Linked DNA regions of Muntiacus reevesi: region 1 is linked to region 2. The links are chromatin contacts, called in public Hi-C maps. All regions are on one chromosome and are shown on one strand. Each heading gives the region's core, a stretch centred on a gene start, on an enhancer-like site or on the middle of the called end of the contact. The rest is flanking DNA. Distances are from core to core; before and after follow the strand shown.

The links. A called contact is a pair of places that touch in the nucleus more often than the background predicts.
Region 1: a contact with region 2 is called in a Hi-C map of muscle, with 6 times the contacts expected there. The contact joins the promoter of PMS2 here to the promoter of SMIM10L3 in region 2. A contact is called at or near these places in 2 of 3 Hi-C or Micro-C datasets (blood and muscle).

Annotation. Positions count from the first base shown.
Region 1 is chr2:177,686,287-177,693,700 of mMunRee1.1, forward strand. PMS2 (PMS1 homolog 2, mismatch repair system component) reads left to right here and starts at 2,773. Exons shown (of 15, transcript XM_065923784.1): 1 at 2,773-2,868; 2 at 4,976-5,115; 3 at 5,820-5,906; 4 at 6,091-6,193; 5 at 7,386-7,414. The coding sequence starts at 2,846. It overlaps AIMP2 (aminoacyl tRNA synthetase complex interacting multifunctional protein 2), which reads right to left and starts at 2,643. Exons shown (of 4, transcript XM_065923782.1): 1 at 2,373-2,643. The coding sequence starts at 2,507.
Region 2 is chr2:177,473,630-177,480,616 of mMunRee1.1, forward strand. It overlaps SMIM10L3 (small integral membrane protein 10 like 3), which reads left to right and starts at 4,455. Exons shown (of 2, transcript XM_065923766.1): 1 at 4,455-4,875. The coding sequence starts at 4,690. It also overlaps the pseudogene LOC136162283.

The DNA of each region.
Region 1 (7,414 bases), core at 1,523-4,022, 210 kb after region 2:
ACCACCTGTGAGATATCCTCAGGTTACTTAGTATTAGTCCTCCTGAGTAGTACTTCCATCCTGTAATCCAGCCTGTATGTGTGCATCATCTGTGGGCAGCTTTGCTCATTTCTACACACGGCATGGGCACCCCTGTCCGAGCAGGAGCTGAGTACCTACTGTATTCAAAACCCATCAACACTCACTGAAGACTGGACCCAGTACCACACGTGGAATGTGACCTGTGATCAAGAATCTAACATAGCTTCATCTGAGGAACCTGAGATCTGCCTCACCTTTTTTTTTTAAGCCTTGCTGTGCGGCATTTGGGACCTCAGTTTCCCAACCAGGGACTGAACCAGTACCACTGCATTAGGAGGGCAGACTCTTAACCAGTGGACCCCCAGGAGGTCTCAAACCTACCACTCTTTCCAACGCTGGCCTGTTGTTTTGCTTGCTTGGGCTAGACTGTGACTTATGGCATGTTGTGTTTATCCCTTTGTGTTATCTACATGTATTTAGAAGTCGTTCATTCTTTGTGTTGCTCACATTTCCCCTGGAGATGCTAGGTTTCTCATTATCTATCCACATTGCTACCATCTGCTAGGTTATTATCTTCTAGGTTGCAAGTTCACAGTTAAATGCCCAAAGGAAGTCAGGCAGCAGACTTTAAAAAAAGAAAAAAAAGGACTTGGTCTCAAAAAAGATGTGACACTCTCCACTCTGGGGTTTCCTTTCCAGTTCCAAGAGTCTGTCCAGTTGAGAGGCACTGGACCATATGTCTCCATGGGGATCTCCAGGTGAAGAGACACTGGACCATGCCTGCATTGTTGCCTTAGCTCTGCAGTGAGAAAACACTTGTGTTATTTGCTTTCAAACTAAACTAACCACCTCCCTTACAGTCGAGGCAGAAAACTCTTCAGACAAAGGATGACAGAGATAACGAGTCACAAAAGTTCTCTATTCACTCATCTGAGTGAGAATGAACTAAAAGTTTCTCCCACAGGGAAATTAAGATGTGTTTGTAATTTATAAAAAAGTCAAAGCTGAGCAGTTACTTTACAAAGGAGGAAAAATCAAAATGCCTAATAAACATGAAAAGGTGCTGAACTTATCCGGAGGTCTGGGAGATCTAAACTATATTAGGATGTCATTGTACTCCCACCAGCTTTGGGAAGGGTGCCAGCACCAGAAATTCACCTACCTCCAAAATTAAAAAATAAATACAACGTACTTCCCTGTCAGGACAGTGATTAAGACTCTGCACTTCTATTTCACAGGGGCGAAGGTTCGAATCTGGATGGGGAACTAAGATCCCGTGTGCTGCAGCGCAGCCAAATGGTTTTTAAAAACAATTTAAAAAATCAATAGATAAAATGAATCTCTTAAAAAAAAAAAAAGTTCACCTACACTGCAGGGGACAGTATAAACTGGGATTACCGCTTTGAAAAGCAACCTAGCCCAGCTGAATATAGACCAGCCCACTGAGCCAGCATTCCCATGTCCATGGTATATACTCTATGCCTGCTCTTGTCCAAGAATATTCACTGCAGAACTGTTCATAACGGCCTAAAATAGAAAACCAGCGGACGCCCGTGGGCAGTGGGATGGATAAAGACGTGGCGGCACAGTTACGTCAAGGAGCAGTAAGCCAGAGGATGAAAGCGAAGCTTTCTCATGCAGCAAAGCGATTCTTCCAATCACGTTTAGAAGGGGCAGTCAGACACCGCAGGGCACGCACTGCAGGCTCCCACTGACACCAAGACCCCACTGTCCAGGGACGCACACTCAGGGGACAAAGTAAGAGAGAAACGCAGGACACAATGACCGCGCACGAGTTTTAAGTGGGGGCGCTGACAACGTGTTACCCTGAATGGGTGACCCTGGGATTCGCTTTACGATTCCCTACAACTCGCCACTGACGTATTCCTCACTTTTCAGTGGGTAGAATTTGGTAATAAAAGTTTAAGCAGTCTTAAGCGGAGGGGAAAAAAAAAAAGACGTGATAGATGTTCCAATGGGTAAACATTATGGTCACTCGGAGGCCGGAGGGCGCGTGAGGCTGGGGTGGGGATAGGCGATCGGGTCTAGTCGCCACGGTTTTGGTTCGACACAGTTCAGGTCGCACGGTCCCGACTTGGTGCGTAGACCCCAAATTCTGCCAACCAGCGCTGCAGCGCCTGTGCACTGAGCAAGAAGGCGGCGGGTCGGCGACGCGGTGAGCCAGGGCGCCTGCGCACTGGACAGCCAAGGCGCCTGCGCACTGGACAGCCAAGGCGGTGGGACGGGGGCCTTGGCGCCTGCGCACTGGGCCGGCAGGCTGTGGGACGGGGTCTTGGCGCCTGCGCACTGAAATGGTGGTGGGGGGCGGGGCAAGGGCCGCGCGTTCCTACCTGCACGTGGTCGGCGGACGGCGCCGGGCTGCCGGTCCTGCCGTGCACGTTGGGGAGCCGGTACATGCAGGTGGGAAGCTCTACGCGGAGAGATCCGCTGCCCTCGTGATATGGCTTTACCTGATACATCGGCATCCTGGGAAGCAAAGGAGAGAAGGTGGCAGGTGAGAGACACGAACGCTCACAAACCGTCCAAGTCTACGACAGTCTGCTGCCACCTCCTTTCCGACCGGACTGCGGGCTTTCGGGAAAGCGCAGTTCCTGTGCTCTAATTGGCCCCTGCTCTCTCGACGTAACGGACTCGACCTTTGACACCACCAATCAGCGAGAAGAAGCTGTGGGAAGCGTTCGCGGCTTTATCCGGAAGTGGGTGGGGCACTGTGTGGGAAGTAGCCAATGGGCGGCCCGGTGGTGGGGCGCCTGTGGGAGCGGCAGAGCGAACAGCTTCGAGTGCCGCCTCAGGCTCTGCATCCATGGAGCGAGCAGACGGGCCGAGGTGAGCCGAGCTTGTAGCGTTCTCTCGCGGTCGCCCTAGGTAACGCCCACGGCGTTCCAGCCCCTGGAACGGAGAGGAAAGTGACCGCTGCGCAGACCGAGCCGGCGACTGGGAGACCCCGGAGCGGGCTCCTCAGTGCGCCCCACACCTGCCGCCCTGTGGGTTCACTTTGAGGTCGGGGTCCGCGGGGATTTCCGCCCCCTGTCCGGACGCTGCTACTCATCCGCGGGCCTGAACCTGGAGCTTGAAATCCCAGTAGACAGAATTCTTTTCCTTTTTACCTGGTTGCGCGCGCTTTCTCTCTTTTTAAATTGAGGGTTGTTTTAGGGGCGGCTTCAAGACACATGCTAATTTGCATAGCCGCACAGTTTTAAAGGACGCAGTGCTTCTGTATCTCCTTGAGTATACGGTTACCCGCAGAGACAGCGAATTCTGGGTTAGCAGATCTTCGGGTAGCATTGTTGCACAGTTGTCAGATTCGTGAACCCAGATTCTCTGTGTTTGTTTAAATGTTGTATCTCCACCTCTCCAAATGTCAAGGCTGGGCCCGTATAGGATGTCCTGCTAAACAACTTATTTTTAGAGGTACTTTTTTCCATTTTATGTGATCTCGTCTGCAGTTTTTACATTTAAGACAAACTTGAGTAGAATTTTTTGCAAGGTAAAATGAAGAGGAAGAATTGTTTTCTTTTTTTTTTTAATAGGGGTCTACCGAGGATATGGGTTTCCCTGATGGCTCAGTTGCTAAAGAGGCTGCCTGTAATGCAGGAGACCCGGGTTTGATTCCTGGGTCGGGGAGATTCCCCCCTGGAGAAGGGATAGGCTACCCACTCCAGTATTCTTGGGCTTCCTTGATGGCTCAGCGGTTAAAGAATCCGACTGCAATGAGGGTGACCTGGGTTCGATTCCTGGATCAGGAAGATCCCCTGGAGAATGGAAAGTCTACTGGCTTGGAGAATTCCATGGACTACAGTCCATGGGGTTGCAAAGAGATGGACTGAGTGACTTTCACTTTTGAGGATATGCTATGTCCAGGTGACAAGTAGTGGTAAAAAAAAAAAAATCTACCTGCCAGTGGAGGAGGCCTAAGAGATGTGGGTTTGATCCCTGGGTGAGGAGGATCCCCTGTGGGAGGAAATGGCAACCCAATATTTGTGCCTGGATAATTCTTGGAGAGAGGAGCCTGGCGGGCTACAGCCCATGGGGTCGCAGAGTGAGACATGACAGCACACACACCTAGTAGACAGTGCAGTTCTAGTAAGTTCTTGAAAAAGTAAAATTATTTGACCAGTTTTGTGGTTTCTAAAGTAACTCTGGTGGTATCATGGGGGATTAATTGAAGTAGAGAGAAAACAGAGACAAACCCTTTGGAAAATTCTGAAAGGAGGTAGAGTCAGGAATTTGAGGGCCTTTGCCAAGACAGGAACTGGCAGCCTGGATTCAGAGTGGGGATTTTTTTTTTTTTTTTGGCTCCCTTTGGTCTTCGTGGCAGGCCGATCTTTTGTTGGGCATACAGACTCTCTAGTTACAGCTCTCAGGCTTAATTGCTCTGTGGGATGTGGGATCTTAGTTCCCCAACCAGGAATTGAACCTATGTCCCCTATTGCAAGGTGGATCCTTAACCGCTGGACCACCAGGGACGCCCCTGGAGTGGGTATTTGAAGGCAGCCATAGGAATAGTTATCCAACTGGTACCTGATTTCTGAGATGGTTTTGATTTTGACATGAACACTGGATTTCCCAGCAAACTTTTGATTTTTCAAATTGTGGGGAAATGTTGCTTTCAGTTTTTAAGAAAGAAGGTCCTATTGTAAGTGTTTATTGACCCACAGCTTGCGGGGGGACATGTGTCTCCCCCAAGTAGATCCCAGTATAATTAGATTTTAAATATCTATTTTACTTGAAGTATCCATTCAGAAGATTTTTGACATGTTTAAGGATTGTAGACCAACATTTATATTTATGAATATAATTATTGGATATATTAATGTAATGGATGGATTAGACCAGTCAGCTGTTAACAGAGATGAATTGTTTCGACAGTTCAAACCAGGATGAAAATACATAATTGCCTACTTGCTTTGTCTCTTGTAACTGGTTTCTTTAGTTCAGAACTTGCTAAGGCCATCAAACCTATCGATCGGAAGTCAGTCCATCAGATTTGTTCTGGGCAAGTGGTACTTGGTCTAAGCACTGCTGTGAAAGAGTTGGTAGAAAATAGTGTGGATGCCGGTGCAACTAGTATTGGTAAGTTTGGGAGAGTTTTAAACCACAAGAAATAATCAGATTATGCTATTTTATTCAAGAAACAGTAAGATGATCATTGATATGCTGTGAAATTATTTTTTAAGCATAAAAAATAAGACTGTAGCAAGATAATCATTGATATGCTGAGAAATTGTTATTTTTTAAAATGTAAATTTAGCACCTGTTATGTGCCTAGTACTTGGCTAGGTAGTAATCATAATAATAGCAGTTAACTTTTATTGTGTTCTTACTATGTGCCAGGCAGGCATTGTGCTAAGAACTGTGTAGGTAACATTTAGTCTGCAGAGTAATCTTATGAGATTAGAAATTGCTATTGCAATAATTATTATCTCCATTTTACAAATGAGGAAATTAAGGCACAAAGAATTTGTCTTTTTTCAGCTTTAGCTAGTAAATCTGACCCCTGGGAGTCTGATTCCAGAACCTCTTCTCTTGAAGGCTGTGTTAAAATTATCGTCTTGAAGGAAAGAGGAATGAAAAAAATAGAAATGAAACTACTTTATCGGGGCTAGTAAATAGCCAAGAAAGACTTTAAAGAATAAAATACACAAGATGACAGTAGTGTATTTAAATAAATATAGTTAGGACTCAGAGTTGCATTTTGTAAGTTATAACTATTGTCTTTCACTCTAAAGTCTTTTCATGTTGATCAATATGAGAAGTCAGTACTTTAACCTTTTTAGATCTCAGGCTTAAAGACTATGGAGTGGAGCTCATCGAAGTTTCAGACAACGGATGTGGGGTCGAAGAAGAAAATTTTGAAGGCTTAAGTAAGTAGTATTTTGCTAATCCTATTTTAAAATATTTGGGCCCAATATTTGAGAATTTGGGGTAACACCATCTTAGGAAACACAAAAACAGCTTTTAAAACCAGTCACTTGGGTGCGTACTCTGTGTGTTCATTGCTCTGTCGTTTGCGATATCTTGGACTTAGACTCTTCACCTCTCTCTCAGCTCTGAAACATCACACTTCGAAGATTCAGGAGTTTGCTGACCTCACTCAGGTTGAAACTTTTGGCTTTCGAGGGGAAGCTCTGAGCTCACTCTGTGCACTGAGGTGATGCAATGTTTTTATCCTCTAACTTGACCCCTTCTAAAAATCTCTCTGAAAATTTAGAAGTCTGATTAGAATCTTTTTTTTTATACTTTTCCATATGAATATTCTCAACTTCTAGCTTCTCTGTTCTATCATACTGTCAATATAAGTGGTAATATTTCTGAAATGTAAGCAATGGATGAATGAAATGAAGCAAATAGTGTCTAATATTATAAAACAATTGTTATCCTTATTAAAGCAGAAACTTCTCAATTTAAAAGTAACATAGCTAGGCTTCCCTGATAGTTCAGTTGGTAAAGAATTGCACCTGCAATGCAGGAGACTCCAGTTCGATTCCTGGGTGGGGAAGATCCACTGGAGAAGGGATAGGCTACCCACTCCAGTATTCTTGGGCTTCCCTTCTGGCTCAGCTGGTAAAGAATCCTCCTGCGACACAGGAGACCAGAGATCGACCCCTGGTTTGGGAAGATCCCTTGGAGAAGGGATAGGCTACCCACTCCAGTATTCTGGCTTGGAGAATTCCATAGACTGTATAGTCCATGGGATTGCAAAGAGTCGGACACAACCGAGCGACTTATCACATAGGGACTTCCTTGGTGGTCTAGTGGTTGGAACTGGGTTCCATTTCTGGTCAGGGAACGAGATCTCACATCACTCAACTAAATATCCCACCTGCTGCAATGAACGATCAAAGATCCCGAGTGCTGCAGCTATGACCTGGTGCCACCAAATAAATAAATTAATTTTAAAAAGTAACATATAGATAAATATAGATGCCATGTACTACTGATTTTAATTTATTTTGATGTTGAGGAAAAAACTTGCTAAACACTTACTTAACTGCACACATCTTCTAAGATTTTGTTAGAGTAGTAGTGTGATAACTAAACAGAAATGAATCTTTATTGGTGAATTCAGAAGTTTTACGATCTTTCATTTTGCAGTTTAACTAAAGCAAGTATCAAAGCTTTTATCAAAACGAAATAGTTACAGAACTCCCTCACTATCTACTGGGGCCCAAGCTTTAGATTTTATGACGATTCCTCACCTCTTTAATCTCTCTTGATGATCTCGGAAGGATCAACATCTTTTTTAGGAGAGTTTTGAGAGAACGGAAGTGAGAAAACGAGCAGGTGACATCCACCACCTGGGCGTCTTTAGCTGACCGTGCTGTGCTGACTTTTTCTTACAGCGATGTGACTATTTCTACCTGCCACACGT
Region 2 (6,987 bases), core at 3,205-5,704:
TCTTGAATTTCAGAAATACCTAATTCATGACCAATTTTCTCTATCTCAAAAATAGGTTTAAAAACTTTTTTTAAAAAATTAAAAAAAAATTTTTTGGCTGGGCCTCATGGCTTGTGAGATCTTAGTTCCCCAACCAGGTACTGAACCTGGGCCTTCAGCAGTGAAAGAAAAGACACCTAACCACTGGACCGCCAGGGAATTCCACACCCCCACCCTGTGTTTTATTACAAAAATTTCCCATGTATGCAAAAGCAGACAGAATAGTAGAGGGTATCTTCATATATGCATCATCCACTTATAGAGTTATCAATTTATGGGTCAGTTTGGGTCATCTTTACTCATTACTGGAAAGCAAATTCCTTGTACCATACATTATTACATCTGTAAGTATTTCAAGGGTATTTCTAAGGGATACACTCTTTTTACAAGCAAACAGAATTCATTTAGCACCTTAAAAATAATAATTCCTATCATCAAATTTTCTGTATTGCCACCTCTTTTTTATAATTGACTTTAAAGAAATATGTATTCATTAGGCTGCCTTGGGTCTTAGTTGAGGCACACAGGAGTCTCACGGGACCCTTTGCTGTGGTACCCAGACTCCAGCTGTGGCCCACGGGCTCTTCAGCATGGGCTCAGTAGTCGTGGGGCAGGGTCTTCATTGCTTCTTGGCATATGGGTCTTATTTCCCTGACCAGGGATTGAACCTTTGTTCCCTGCACCGCCAGATGGATTCTTAACCATTGGACCACCAGGGAAGTCCCCAGCGTTAAACATGATTAATTGCAATGATTATTAACGGACCCACTGAACTTGCATTCTAAGCACGCCAGGGCTCTGAGCATGAAAATAGCTATTACTTTTGAGTGCTCTCTCTCTGCTTCCCAGATGGTGCTAGTGGTAAAGATCCTCCCTGCCAATGCAGGAGACCTGAAGATGCAGGTTTGATCCCTGGGTCGGGAATATCCCCTGGAGGAGGGCATGGCAATCCATTCCAGTATTCTTGCCTGGAGAATCCCGTGGACAAGAGGAGCCTGGTTGGCTACAGTCCATATCTCCATAGGGTTGCAAAGAGTCGGACACGACTGAAGTGACTTAGCACTATCTGCCTGCGATGTGCTAGGTGCTCTGCACCCCTGACAGTTGTTTATTGATATTTCTCACAAATATGCTCTAGGGTGGATGTCCTTATACTCATTTCACAGAACCAGGTCATGGGGCATTGAGAAGTTGCTGAGTCTGAAACCTGGCTTCTCTGCGCTTTTCTCGCTGGCTCATGCTGAGAAAACAAAGAGACGCTGTCCTAGTTCCCTCACCAGAGATGCTGCTCAGAAAGCAGGAAGGAAGATGATGGGCAGATCACCCGGATCCTATTGATCAGCAATCAGGATCGTTCATAAAACTGTTCTCTTTGCCTCCTCTTTTCTCCTCCTTCCTCTCACAATCCTTTGTACTTCTATGAAAATACTTTTCACACTGACTTATAATTAGTTCTGTCTGTTTGTGTCTCAAATTATAATTAGCAGGATGTCTTTCCCAGAGATGCCAGAAAATTCAGACTTGAGTTAAAATGTTGTCATGAGGCTAAACTAATTTACCAACCTGCTTTGTAGCACAGAACTAGTTAACGTTGATATAGAGCAAACCTTAAATCTCATTGGTGCTCCTGGTGTCTTCTCTTTGACCTCTCCTTCTGTCTAATTACAACAAGCTTCTTACCTTGCTCAGTTAAGCTTTATGATAATTTTGTTTGCCATTGTTTATGGCAACCAAATAGCTTGTTTAAAACGCCTCATTGCCTCAATGGCATTTGGAGACAAAGAATGAGTAACCAGGGAGGAGATATATATATCCTTCACAGCCCCCAAGCCCATCTGGTCCTTCAACATAGTTTTAATAAACAGGATTGCCAGTTCTCCACCCCAGAAAATCTTTACAGGCCCAGAAATAAATTTAGCTAATCTCCAACCCTGTTTTCACATTGTTGGATTGGTTTTGAGTCTTTGGCAAATTTTCCATGAAAGACCCTAGCCTTTAAATTTTAGTTTTCCTAAAACACTGTATAAAGAAGTGTTAATTTTGCTTCTGGGAGACGATGTTTTGAAAAACGACCATAATTCAGCAGTATGTATTCTGTCATCTTCAAAGACAGCACCCACTGTGCACCAAAAGGAAAACACTGCTCACAAAAAAAAAGGGAAGTGAGCTTTTTAAAGTCAATGACAAATGTGGCAAAACGCTATGCTGCAAAAATAAGGGAAATGAAAGGTTCGTGCAAATCCTTTGAGAAAACATTGTTTTCAAAATAATATAGCTAGTCAAAAGCTAAAATCCTTCAAATATCTATTTCTTGTCCCAAAACATAATGGACAGTGAAAATAGTATAATGGAACATCAAAAAGTACAATTCTTTTTAAAACAGTAGACACATAAAGAAAAATGATAATGCTAAAGAATAGTTAAAATGACACTACTAGACACGTCTTATGTAGTTTATAATTTTCCCCTTTGAATTACAGTTGAAAAAAATTCAGGTTTAAAAAATATTTTGAATATAGATTCATTTCAGAGTACAGAATTTCTTTTTTTTTTTTTTTGATGTGTGGCTCTGCATGCAGGATCTCAGTTCCCTGACCAGGGACAGGCCTTGTGTCTCTTGCAGTGGAAGCATGGGACCCCGGCCCGCGGGCCGCCCGACCTCAGGGGAGTTCCTTTAAATGATTTTTTAAAAATGATTACTACAAATCTATTCTGGAGCAAAGGAGCTTTATTTATTTATTTATTTATTTTTCTGCACAAAGGTTTCTCTTTATTCATAACATAGGCAAAGTTATTTAAGTCAATAAATTTTTAAGGATTTTCACACGTCCTGATGCTTTCCACTGCCAGTCACCATAGCTCCTCCAAAGTTGTCATCTTCAAGGCAGCCCTTACAAAAAGTTCTGCTCAATCCACAGCTGTGATGCCACAGCCGTTTTAGTTGGGCCTCTTTGATCTTCGGTGGAGTGCACTTCAAAGTTTGCCACCTGTAATCTTTAAGATCCAATTTCCTCAAGCAGTTCACTATAGGATCCTGTTTAGGGTCAGGAGATGGGATGTCTAGTTCTCTAAAAGCTTATCAAGTTCAAATCATATTAATTCCTAAGTTATCACACCCTAAAACTTGACAGAGATCATTGGGATATGCCAATACCCAAGATAAAAAAAAATCATTAGGTTTTTCATAGTTTAATTGGCAGCTATGTCTTGTAGTTCTTTCCCACATATCTAACAGGTAGTTCTATGAGTAAAGGAAACTACATAGTTACTCTATGAGGCGTTTCCAAAGGTTTATGCAAAGGAGCTTTAAATTAAAATACATTTAAATCCATTCTTACACTGTCATTTTCTACTGTGGCTTTCTTAAAGGACTTAAGACTTGTTTTTCATTTAACCAATTAAACAGTTTTTCCCACCTATACCAAATTCCCAGACTATCTCTTGGGTGGACATAAGTAATGACATGAAATACTGTTTGATATGAGAAGGTATTTACCTTCAAAGCCCTACAAATGTTTAATAGAAACCTATATGCTGGGAGGGATTGGGGGCAGGAGGAGGAGGGGATGAGATGGTTGGATGGCATCACGGACTCGATGGGCATGAGTTTGAGTAAACTCCGGGAGTTGGTGATGGACAGGGAGGCCTGGCGTGCTGCGATTCATGGGGTCGCAGAGTCGGACACGGCTGAGCGACCGAACTGAACTGATATGCTTAAGTAGGAATGTAAAACCTCACTGTCAAAAAAAATCCCCTCAAAACCTCAGAACGACTCTTTGCGACCCCATGGACTGTAGCCCGCCAGGCTCCTCAGTCTGTGAAATTCTCCAGGCAAGAATACTGGAGAGGGTTGCCATGCCCTCCTCCAGGGGATCTTTCGGACGCAGGGATCCAACCCGGGTCTCCTGCGCTGCAGGCAGATACTTTACCGTCTGATCCACCAGGGCAACCCTTTTATATTAGAGGCTTCGTAACTAATATGATTATTAAAAGATTAAACTATCAATATATGAGTTGACACCGTAATTTACCTAAGGAGTAAGTTCTCCCTGTTGGCCCCAAGAAGCCATTCTGTTTCTTTTTTTCACTGCGGTAAGACAAGCATAAAATAAAACTACTATTTTAATAACTTGGAAGTTCGGCAGCGCTAAGCCCATTCACCCTAAACCCACTGCTCAACATCGCCGTGTTTTTATTTTCTAGATTACCACTAGGGGGCGGAAGAACACAGCGCATCAGCCGGCCTCTTCGCGCCACCTAGCCCACGCATGCGCCTCTCACCTGGGGCAAGGTGAACGGGGGCGGGGCCGGGGCAGGGCCTGGGGGCGGGGCCATTGACGCCGGCTGGGCGCCGGCATTGTGACGTCAGGTTGCGCAGCCGGGCTGGGACCCGGCGCCGGCTCGCTGAGGCGCTTCCCGACAGAGTGACGCGCCGACTCCCCTCCCCGCGGCCAGCCCGCCCGCCCGCCAGCCCGCCTCGCCGCCGCCTCCTTCGCTCCCTCAGCGCGGGCCAGCGGCCGGGGCGGAGGTTCGGGGGCGTCGCGGCGCCGAGAGGGCGGGCGGCCGGGCTTCGGCGCGCCCGGCGGCCCGGGTCCAGCGGCCGGTCGGTGCGCTGCGGGCGGGCGGCGGCGGCGGCGAGCGCCGGTCTATATGGCGGCGGCTCTGTCGGGCCTGGCTGTCCGGCTCTCGCGCTCGGCCGCCGCCCGCTCTTATGGGGTCTTCTGCAAGGGGCTGACCCGCACGCTGCTCATCTTCTTCGACCTGGCCTGGCGCTTGCGCATCAACTTCCCCTACCTCTACATCGTGGCTTCCATGATGCTCAACGTCCGTCTGCAGGTGGGTGAGGCGCGCCCGCCCGACCCCCTGTCTCCCCCCGGCCCCCCGGATCGTCCCCGAGCGCCCGTCCGCCCCGCGCCGCCCGGTCCACCCTCGCCCAGGCTGTGAAGATGCCGCCGGGACCTGCCAGGCTGGATGCCGAATGTATGGCTCAGCACCGTGCCTTTCTCCCGCAGCCACGCGGGAGAAAATCCCCGCAGAGGTCATTGTTGACTCTGTTTTCGCAGAAGAGGCGGGGTGGGGTGGGGGCGTGGAGCGGCAGGCCTCGAGTAAGGTCCTGCAGCGGGCTCACGGGCTCTAAAGGCCCTGGCCCTGAAGAGGAAATTGTGAAAATGACTGATTAGGGGTGCGGGGGCGGGGAGTGCGTTTACGGTTGACTTTTCTAGTTCCCAAACTTTATGCTTTGAAGCGATCCAAAGTTAAAGTAAATTAATTAATGTTAATCGATATTCTGATGGAGGTATCATGTTTATTATCCTGGCCCGGGGTGGAGGGTGATGGTGGTGAAAGGAGTGGGGGTGGTCATGAGGAAAAACGAGGTGTAAAGACGTAGAGAGGCAAAGGTTCAGAGGCCTGAAACTTCAGATGTGAAGTAGTACACACACCCACACACACCCAGCACCCTGGAGATCATCTTTGCTATCAGGGATTGACGTTTCTACCTCCCTCAAATTCCAGATGCCTTTTTCTGGCGGCGTGGAAAACCGTCAGATTGAGAATTATTTCTTCCTGAATGTGTCATAGATGGCCAAGTGCTGAGCATCTCTTGGGTTCCGTTTACACATGGGGGAGGGTCTGTTGTGTGCACCCTAGGGCTCTATGATGGACAGGTCCCTGTTCTCCAAGAGCTGACGGTCTGACAGTACTTAGGGGAAGCCTGAACAGGACTATGCAGTATTGACATGGGCGGGGCAGGAGTTCTCTTTTTTTTTTCCCTGTGGTTTGACTGTGCGTGTGTGCTAGCTAAGTCACTTCAGTCGTGTCTGACTCTTTGGGACCTCATGGACTGTAGCCCACCAGGCTCCTCTGTGCATGGGGTTCTCCAGGCAAGAATACTGGAGTGGGTTGCCTTAACCTCTTCCAGGGAATCTTCCCTACCCAGGGACTGAAAGTCTCTATGTCTATTGCATTGGCATGTGGTATCAGAATATAATTGTCTCAAAGCCTCTCACTGGTGACATAAAACCACCTATTGATCAAAATTGAGTTAAGGTTAGTTGGGATGAACCGGCCTCTCTATTTCAGGGTCCAAATTGAGATTCTTTTGTGTGAACAGGGGCTTGTGGCATCCTTAAGTGGTGCCAAAAGAGTCAGAAACTCAGGTAGATTATCTCAATGAGCAAGGAAGGTGCTGGGAGTGGGAATAGAAATAAGCCAGAAAGCCTGTGCTCCAGCCTGTTGTCACCAGCCAACTGCTGTGTGCTACAGGCAGCCATTTCCAAGAGAAAGTGGAAATCCTAATTTTTAAATATCAGTGCAACAAAAGATAACCTTTGTGGGCAAAGCAGAATGTGTCAGGAGGCTATATCTGACCCTCAAGCTCCACTTTGGAAACTTTTGTTCCGGAATTATTTGTATAATTTGCAGGCTTCCCAGGTGGCACTAAATGGTAAAGAACCTGCCTGCCAATGCAGGAGACATTAAGAAATGAGGGTTCTGTCCCTGGGTCGGGAAGGTCCCTTGGAGGAGGAAATGGCAACCCCCTCCAGTATTCTTGCCTGGAAGGCTACAAAACATAGGGTCACAAAGAGTTGGACACAACTGAAGTGACTTAGCACACACTTAGCATGTAAAGTCACAAGTAAGAGAAAATCAACATAATGTTGAAAATAGCCAGTTGTGTACCATAAAAAACTCACCTTTCTGATCATGTCCACTTAGTTACTTTTGACCACTCTCTAGTCCAAGCTGCCAAGGTGCCTCCATCTGTTCTCCCCAGGGCCCTTGGAGACGTCTTTTAAAAATATAAATCAGATTGTGTCATTCCTTACAAAAAAAGAAGAAACCCAAACTGCTTGCCACTGCGTGTGGAATGCAGTTCACGTGTTTCTGTCCTGTAGATTTGACCTCTGTCCACCTTTCTGACCTCTCCCTGGCTCGTTTTCCTTGCTT